Regions from separate parts of the Neogale vison genome. Here region 2 is linked to region 1. A link is a contact called in public Hi-C data. All regions are on one chromosome and are shown on one strand. Each heading gives the region's core, a stretch centred on a gene start, on an enhancer-like site or on the middle of the called end of the contact. The rest is flanking DNA. Distances are from core to core; before and after follow the strand shown.

Region 1 (4,826 bases), core at 2,208-4,707:
AATATGCAGCAATAGAGGAAGCCAAATAGCATAATATAAATTTGGATAAGCCATCTTTTGCAAATCAGAGTAGGTTTAGGGATATCTTCATACTTTGCTTTATAACTTTTAGAGACCCTAGAAAGTTTAATAATTCACTATTCAAACTAGAAAGAATTGCTCAGTTTTCCATTATAATGAACTTCAATATTATCATACTACAATAAGGCATGGTATCATCTTAATTATAATAACTTTTCATATATAATATAAAAGACAACACAACAAATTAGAAGGGAAGTGAGAAATCAAGATCACATTTATTTCTTGAAAATTTTTCCTAAATCATCAACATTCATTCATATATTCATTTATTTATGGAGTATCTATCTAAAGTGCTGAGAAGTTTTAGAAATAGTGATGGTTACACAAAATTGTGGATGTACTTAATCCCACTGAACTGTACACTTAAAGACAGTTAAAATGGCAAATTTTATGTGATATGTATTTCACAACTTAAAAAAATAATATTGTAATATACAAAAAGACATTGAATTATATACTTTAAATGGGTGAATTATATGTATGTGAACTACACCTCAACAAAGTTGTTTAAAAAAAGGAAAGACCCAAGTGCCCTGATGGTAGTGTTTCTTGGAATGCGACCATTATCTATAAACAAAAGATGATCACAACTGTCCTTGTCTGCAATATCTACCTCACTCATTTGAAAAATGAGAAATACCGGGACGCCTGGGTGGCTCAGTTGGTTAAGCAGCTGCCTTCGGCTCAGGTCATGGTCCCAGGGTCCTGGGATCGAGTCCCACATCGGGCTCCTCGCTCAGCAGGGAGCCTGCTTCCCCCTCTGCCTCTGCCTGCCATTCTGTCTGCCTGTGCTCGCTCTCTCTCCCTCTCTCTCTATGATAAATAAATAAAAATCTTTAAAAAAAAAAAAAAGAAAGAAAAATGAGAAATACCTGTCACACATCTTCAAGTTACAAACTGGATTTAATAAACACATGTCATACTCTAAATTCATTCACCATGTTAATAGTTATCAGTCACTTACGTGCCAGGCACTGAATTGGACACAAAGCTTAGTGAGAGGCCGTAGAAACCAAAAGATGATTATGACACAGCCATGGGACAGTCCTTGTAATGGGAAGAAGTAAATGACAGAATGGGCCCCCAGAGAAAGGATCCCAGCCCTACCAAATAGGTGGGAAGGCCAGAGAAGACTCTGGTTTAAAACTTGAGAGAAAGGAATTAATCCACTGTCATTTTTTTTAAGAAAGATTTTATTTATTTATTTGACAGACAGAGAGAGGCAGGCAGAGAGAGAAGAGGAAGCAGGCCCCCTGCTGAGCAGAGAGCCCGATGCGGGGCTCCATCCCAGAACCCTGGGATCATGACCTGAGCCGAAGGCAGAGGCTTTAAACCACTGAGCCATACAGGTGCCCCTCCACTGTCATTCTTAAACTCTTACACATATACTTAACTTTCAGGATCAAGTGACCAAATTGAAAAATGATTATTATAAAGAAAACTCCCTCTATTTTAGCACAAAATTTAAAAAATGTAAATGAAGGGGTGTCTGGGTGGCTCAGTCAGTGAAGCATCCAACTTTTTTTTTCCTAAGGCTTTTATTTTATTTATTTGACAGACAGACATCACAAGTAGGCAGAAAGGCAGGCAGAGAGGAAGGGAAGCAGGCTCCCTGCAGAGCAGAGAGCCCGATGTGGGGCTGGATCCCAGGATCCTGGGATCATGAACTGAGCCAAAGGCGGAGGCTTTAACGAACTGAGCCACCCAGGCATCCCAAGCATCCAACTCTTGATCTCAGCTCAGGCCTTGATCTCAGGGTTGTGAGTCCAAGTCCTGCTTTGGACTCCATGCTGGGCATGGAAACTACTTTAAAAATAAAAATAAAATGAATTTTAAAACAAAAATGTAAGTGGAAAGGATGGAAAAACAAATTCCATTTATTTCCACTGATGAGGATGATGTCACTCACTTGAAACTTTTTTACATGTCTTGGAAGAAAGCTTTTTGAGTAACTAGGCATCAGCATAATCTTTTAAAAATCTCTTCCCTAGCAGTTCAACGGTCAGTTTCAGAGTAAGACCTAATTATTAAGACGTTTCTACTCTTCATCGAAACCATCTTGGGTTTAACTTGGGTTTAACCATCCTGGGGGCTGTTACGGTCTGTCCAAGCTAAACCCAAGTCCGTTTTAAAAATTACTAAGATACTCATAGTTCCCATTTCAGCAAAAGCTCTAGGTAAGGCCAGCCACAAAGTCAGTCTTCAACAAATAGGTGTTGACTCTGTGCGTCCAGACCCATGGGAAGCATTGGGACCTCCAGCAAAGTGCGTCAGGAAGCTTCAGGAGCCAGGTGTCTCCAAAGGCTACCGGAGGTACAAGAACTGGTAACTTGGGCACCTGGGTAGCTCAGTGGGTCGGGCCGCTGCCTTCGGCTCAGGTCATGATCTCAGGGTCCTGGGATCGAGTCCTGAATCGGGCTCCCTGCTGAGCAGGGAGCCTGCTTCCCTTCCTCTCTCTCTGCCTGCCTCTCTGCCTACTTGTGATCTCTCTCTGTCAAATAAATAAGTAAAATCTTTAAAAAAAAAAAAAAAAAAAAAACAACCCGGTAACTTTTCTGAGGAGCATTTTTACCCCGTAAACCACAAGCCTTACAACAGAGCCACTCTAAACAAATCATGCTCAACACACCAGACATAACAGTGCTCAAGGAATTGCTTTCCGTATTGGCTACCCACTGCAAACCACGTTCACCAGCAGGGAGGGAATCCACCAAGTCAGTCGCAGTGCGGTCACTAAGACACTGCACGGCCAGCCTGGGCCAGGCCCTGCGGAGGGACGCTGCGCTCAACCTCGCGCACACGAGCGCAGCCCAGGGAGGCCCGAAGGTCGCACAAAAACACGTGAAGCCACGGGGAGCTGCGCGAGCCGCACGCTTAGGCAAAGGAGCCGAGTTACAGCACCTCACGACCTTGACTCCGCTGAGGCGTCCAGGAAAAAACGGCTGGAATAGTATTACCTTCAGGTCGCAGGGCCTGGCCAGGAAGGAGAGACCCGCAGGCTGCCCCCGCCCCCACAGTTCCCGCCTCCGCCTCCGCCCTGGGCCCGGCCGACAGAAAACTCCCGAACACCCCGGTGCCTCACCCTCCCGGCTCACGGTCCGCGTAGACACCGCCCACCGCTCGCGGCGCCCGCCGCCGCCCCGCCGCCGGGAGATGGCCGCCGCAGCCGCGCTGCAGCGGGGACGCCGGGGCTGGGCGCAGGGGCTTCTGGGGCCCGGCCCGGGGCCTCCCCACCTGCGCCGCGGGGCTTACCTGGTCGCCGGGCACCACGGCAGGTTCTGTACCACGGAGCGCGCGGGTTCCGGCCCCGCCACCCGGGCCGCGTGGCCTTGTTCCCCTCGCCGAGAACCGGGCGCCTCCTCCTCGGAAACTGAAAGCTCGGCCGCCGCCAGTTGCGAGCGCGCCGACTCTGTGGCGCTTCAGGTCCCCTGAGGTGCCCAGCGCTGGCCGCCACCGGCCTCCGAGTGCCGCGGACGCAACCCCCGCCCGCAGCCTCAGCGATGGGCTTGGCTCTCTCTGCAGGAGCCCTGCCTCACCCCAAACCCCAAACCTTAAGCCCTGGCTGGTGGGACCCGCTGATAGAAGGCGCGGGGCCGGACGCTGGGGTAAACTGGTGGCAAAAAGAGACCCTGTGTCTGCTCTGAAGCCACTGGGCAGGTAAATCTGATTATGGCATTCGCCCCTTGAAATCTTTTCTGGTTACTTCTGTAAAGACCCAAGCTCCTTAAAGCACGCGTGAGCCCCCTTGTAGTTCTCGAATGATGCAAGCTTTTTCTCTCCACGGGCCTCTGCAGATGCTCTTCCCTCTGCTGGGCGCTCCTCCCTGCCTCTTCCCTTAGTTATCCTCCACTTGGTTGTTGAGCTTGTTGCAGGACATACAATTTTTTAAGGAAAATTATCCAGGCCCTGAACCCTTGAATTCTCCTTAGCCCTTGTCAGGGTGTGCAGTTATTTCTGTAATTTTTGCTTAATGGGTAATTTAGTCGTGGACTGAGGTTCTTGAAGGGTGGCTGCTTGACTTTCACTCGTGTATCTCGCACATCTTCACAGTGCAGGCTCATAGTGGGCTCTGATAAATACTTGTTTAAGGAATGAATGTAGAGCCTGCCTGGGTAAGTTTCAGGTGGTTTTCATTTTCGCAACCAGCAGAGAGGGAGGAGAGTTGTTGAGTGGACCATTTGAGGAGGCCAGTGAGTGGCCCCGGGGACAATAATATACAGACATTTGACAGTATTCTGGTGAGGACTCTGATGGCCCAGAAGATTGGAGGGGCATGGAGGCATCCATGCTCTATTGTGTAATTTCTTCCTCTCGCTTGAGGTTTTAATATAAAGGATCGTTTTATCTTTAGGGTTGGTAGAGTTGAAGTCATTTCTAAATGCTGAGCAAGTATGTGAGAGAAGGGGAATAGAGACACAAAAAGAAACAACCTATTAATCAGCCTGCAAAGTAGTAATGACTGAATGCTTAAGCAAATTATGTCATACAGATTCTACTTTGTGAGCACGGATTTTTTGTTTGCAACCCTGTACTGAAGGCTTCTGGAAAACAAAGACTTTTCGTATTTGTATTTTCTTCTAAACCAGTGTCTTGAGCAGAGAGTTTTCAATAAATAATTGTTGAAAGAGTGAGGTAGTGGGGGAAGGGTAAAAGGCCCCAGAGTGGAAATTTCCAGTGATGGGATAAGGCTAGCTGAATGATATTTCTAATTACTTTTTTCTAGTCCTTATTTCTTCTAAGAA
Region 2 (4,782 bases), core at 1,371-3,870, 280 kb after region 1:
GGGTGGGGGCAGTTTCTGCTAAAGCACCCCACTTCCCCAACACCACCCACCTCCAAAAGAGGCTGGTGGACCCTGCAGCCATGAAAACCCCAGAGCATTGAAGCCCAACACCTCCTGACCTGGTAGCGAAAGTACAGACTACACCATAAACTGCAGACAGAGAAACTCACTGGCTGCCGCAAGTGAGAACAGACCCAAGGTTGAAAACCACGGCCCGAAATATTTTCAGCCCCAGTCAGTAGGGACTTGCAATTTACCGGAAATTAGTAGATTTATAAAATGTTAGCCAGCTCAAGTTTCTTCTCTGGGAAGACAAGCAGAGAATCTCTAAGAACTGTCTCCGGGAAATGCTTTGTTCACTGCAAAGCCCCTGACACATGTCAGTTATTAATCCCAAGAGCTCACCACCCGCACTTCAACCTGTGCCTGTCAACAGAGCAAAAGGTTACCACAGGCTGCACTTGGAGCCCTCAATCCAGGGAGAGCTCAGCCCTCAGAAGAGGGGCCTGAACAGCCACAAGGTCTCGAGATAGGATCTTGGGCAAGTTACTGATACTTTCTAGCCACAGCAACCCAAATGGATGTGGGCGCCTGGGTCGTTAAGTCTATTAAGCGTCTCCCTTGGGCTCGGGTCATGATGTCAGGGTCCTAAGACGGAGCCCCTCATCCCCTGGCTCTCTGTGCAGTGGGGAGCCTGCTTCCACCACTCTCTCTGCTTGCCTCTCTGCCTACTTGTGATCTCTGTCAAATGAATAAATAAAATTTTAAAAGAACAACAATAAACCTCTGGGAGAGTCTTGTCAAATGATGAGCAAGCACACTCTGGTCCAGTGCCTGGTCTGTGGGAGCCCTGCTGACTGCTGCTATTACAGGGGGGCTTTGGGTTTTTAAGTCAGATCTCCCTTAATACTCTTTTGAGGCTAGAATTCTGAGCCTTGTCAGTCATTCTCTACCATCGGGTCCAGGACAGACTGTGTGTCTTGGAGATGCAAGAACCATTTAGCTCAAGGAGGTTCGGTACCAGCAGGGGCCCGTGAGGGAGGAGGTGGGGGAATCCCAGAGCTCTGAGATCAGGGCCCCATGAGGTAGCCCTTGTCCATCTCTTCAGACTTGGCCTTCTCGAAGGCCAGCACAGACCTCAATTCCAGCCACAGAGTGTAACTGGGTGTTCAGTGCCCACGCTCCTGCCAGGCATGACCTCCTCTAGGAGGCCTCCCCTGACCTTTCACACTGTCTGTCCCACAACCCCTGCTCTTCCCTGACTTCGTCACGGACCACACTGCGCTGTCGCTCATTTTTTGTCCTTACCTTCCCCGCAAAGCAGGAACGGGCACCATGCCCCACTCAATGGGCGCCCCAGCCAAGTCCGGTCAATGAATGAGCCGGGCCCCAAGCCCCGGGTGCCGTGAAGGGCCGTTAGTGCGGCAGGCTGCCTTTTATTTTTGAGATAAATTTGACAACACCCGCGGCGGATCCTTGCTCACGTTAACGCCATTTTAAAAGGGGAGAAAGGGTCCCCCCACCTCCCCCGCCGCTCCAGTCCCGCCGCCCACCACCCCGCTGGTCCCCGCCGAGGCGGACTAGAAACCGAAGGGCGGTTCCATGAAAGGGGCTCTCTGGGCGGTGGGCAGGCCCTCCCCGCCGCGGTCTCTATTGTGGCGGATCTCTCGATCGCACGACGTTACGCCCGCGGTGGGGGCAAAAGGCCACTCCCCGCCAGTCCCGCGGCGCGCTCCGCGCGAGGTGAGTGCGGCAGGGCCTGGGGGCGGCCACACCTCCCGCCCGGAACAAAGCGCCCGGCCGGGCCCCCTACCCTCCCCGGCGGCTGCACCACTCACCGCGCGCTCCAGCCCCGGCTCGGCTCCGGCCCTCAGGCCGCCTCCTCCATGCCCGCGCGGCGGAGGAGGCAGCGCCGCGCCCGGCCGGCCCCACTGCAGCGGGACTGGCGGCTCCCTGCCAGCCGGCCCTCTGGCCGCTCCGGCCCGTCTCCGCCCCGGCGCCTCCTTAAAGCGACCGCGCAGCCCGCGCGCACCCGGAGAGGCCGGCGCGCCGCGCATTCCTTATATTGCAACAACGCCTGCTAAAAATAGAGCTCCGCGGCTAGCGCCGGCGCTGGGGGCGGGGGGTGCGCCGCGACCCCGCCGCCCCCGCGCGCACCCGGGCTCCCCGGACGCGCGGCCCGCTCAGTCCCTGCCACACTGTCAGACTGCCCCGGGGCCGGCTCCGAGCGGGGTCCGCGCCGCCGCCTTCCCCGCGACCCCGCGCACTTACCCGGTCAGACCCTGGCTCCGCCGCGCTGGCTTTTAAAGTGAACGCGGCATGGGAAATCGCTCGGGCCTGTTTAAGAGCCTCTGGCCCCAATCTTGGAGTCTCCGCTCCGGCCCGGCCAACTTCTGAGACTACCGACGCCTCCCCAGTCCTTGACGATCCCGTGTCGCCACCTCAACGGCGTTCGCTTCGAATCCCGGGAGGGGTTTCTTCCCAGATCCTGAAGCAGCCTCCCTTCCCGATAGGCCTTCTCGGTGCACCATCCTTCGCGGTGCACCATTCCTGGGCCCCCAGTTCGTTCCGATGGATGTGACGGGCACAGGAGACACTCGTGCTCCATTTCATTGTTTCAGTTCTGCTAACTCCTCTCCATCGATGACATTTTTTCGTTTAAAAAATGGAAATATAATTCAGATACCATAAGACAAGACTTTGGAAGTGTACAATTACATGGTTTTTAGCCTATCAGCAAAGTTGCTGGACCATCACGGTAATTTCAGAACATTTTCATAGCCCACCCCCCTCCAAAATGCCTTACCCTTTTGCAGTCACTCCCCATTCCGCACCCCCCAGTCGCTGGAAACCACTCCTGTCCTTTCTGTCTCTATGAACTTGCCCATTCAGGACATTTCATATAAATGGAATGCTACCACATGCGGTGTTTTGTGAGCAGCTTCTTTCACTTCGAATTATGCATGCATTCATGTTGCAGCATGAAACAGCGCTTGTTCCTTTTTATGACCAAATAATATTCCAATGTATGTATACATTTTGTTTCTCCATTTCAGATGATGTTTGTTAGGCTGTTTGTATTTTTTGGCCGTTAAGAATACAGCTCCTGTGAGCATTCCTGTACAACCCCTTGTATGAACACGTTTTAACTTCTCTCGGTGATACACCTAGGAGTAGACCTGCAGTAGAAGCAGAATTGTGGGTCACGTGCTTAGCTATGTTTAACATTTTTTTTAAAGATTTTATTTATTTATTTGACAGACAGAGATCACAAGTAGGCAGAGAGGCAGGCAGAGAGAGGGGGGGAAGTAGGCTCCCTGCTGAGCAGAGAGCCTGATAAGGGGCTCAGTCCCAGGACCCAGAGGTCATGACCTGATCAGAAGGCAGAGGCTTAACCCACTGAGCCACCCAGGTGCCCCAGCTATGTTTAGCATTTTGAGGACCCCTCCTCCAACTGTTTTCCAGAGCAGCTGCAACCCATTCCCGCCAACCATGTCTGAGAGCACCAATGGCTCCACATCCTTGCTAACACTGTCTTTTTGATTACAGCCACTCTAGTGAGAGTGAAGTGATAGCTTATTATAATTTTGGCAATTGGTGTTATTTTTGAGGACTTTCTTGTGGGTGGACCTTGATGATAACTTGGAACCATTTTACACGTCCAGGTTACTCAACCCCTTGTCATTTTTTAAAAAGATTTTATTTATTTATTTGAGAGAGAGCGAGCTTGCGCATGAGCTGAGTAAGTGTAGAGAGAAGCAGACTCTCTGCTGAGCAGGGAGCCCTGCTATGGGGCTCCATCCCAGGACTCTGAGATCATGGCCTGAGCTGAAGGCAGACACTCAACTGACTGGGCCACCCAGGCGCCCCTCAACCCCTTGTCATTTTGAGAGCTTCACCTTCTACCCCACCCACCCCCACTGCTGCCCCAAGCCTAGGGGGAGCTTACTATTGAGTCCTTTCTGTCGTGCTGGGGCTTCCAATCCGATTTTTGGTTTTGTTTGGCCTCCCGGTACCCATGCAGCCATTTGGTGAGAGTTGTGTCCCCCCACTTCCATTTGCTGCTCTGAAGTCTCTGGGACCCCAAGAATCCCCATGGCGGGGGGAGGGCATTAGGTGCTATCAAGTATCTCAACTTGGTAGGGAGTCAAAGAGCTTGGCTGAGGAAGGGCTTGAGGGAGAAATGCTTATTGTGACCAGCTGGGTCTTGCCGTGAACCTGCTTCTTCCTCTTCCTCCCATTTACCACAGGCCTTAGGGGAGACCGGCAAAGTTCTGTGTGTCCTGGTTGTCTGTCAGCACCTCCTGGGCTCCCTCTGTCAAGAAACATCCTCTCCTGGGCCCTGACTTGCTCAGGGCTCTGGAAGTGTTGCCCTCAGCTGGAGCTGAGACAGCATCTGCATGAGAGCAAAGATTTGTCTTTATACACAAATCTTTCAAAATCTGTCTCCTCAGAAATGGAACTGAAATAGCCAGTAATCACATACAGCTACCTGGGATTCTCTAATGTAGATTGTGGCTGAGGGCTTACAACAGGGCCCTTGTCCCATTTAGACTGCCTTCTCTGCTCTTTGAACCCTGAAATAAAGTGTGGCTCAGTGGCTGGCAGACAGGGGCACTGGGCAGGAAAGGGAGGCCCGAGTTTGACAGTTTGTTCATTCAGTAAACACTGCCAGAGCACCCACTGTGTGCCAGATGCTGTGGTAGAGACCTCCCTCCAAGCCAACTCAGAGTGCCAGCTGAGAGTAAGTGGTGGGAAAGAGAGCAGTCCCCGGGCCTGTGG

Evidence for each region. Hi-C and Micro-C count contacts between places; a contact is called where the count stands out from the background.
Region 2: a Hi-C map of muscle shows a contact between it and region 1, with 4 times the contacts expected there. The contact joins the promoter of MRAS here to the promoter of CEP70 in region 1. A contact is called at or near these places in 2 of 3 Hi-C or Micro-C datasets (fibroblasts and muscle).

Annotation. Positions count from the first base shown.
Region 1 is chr6:125,509,210-125,514,035 of ASM_NN_V1, forward strand. It overlaps CEP70 (centrosomal protein of 70 kDa), which reads left to right and starts at 3,458. Exons shown (of 15, transcript XM_044252272.1): 1 at 3,458-3,741. It overlaps FAIM (fas apoptotic inhibitory molecule 1), which reads right to left and starts at 3,436. Exons shown (of 5, transcript XM_044252277.1): 1 at 3,337-3,436.
Region 2 is chr6:125,790,903-125,795,684 of ASM_NN_V1, forward strand. MRAS (ras-related protein M-Ras) reads right to left here and starts at 2,621. Exons shown (of 6, transcript XM_044252282.1): 1 at 2,272-2,621.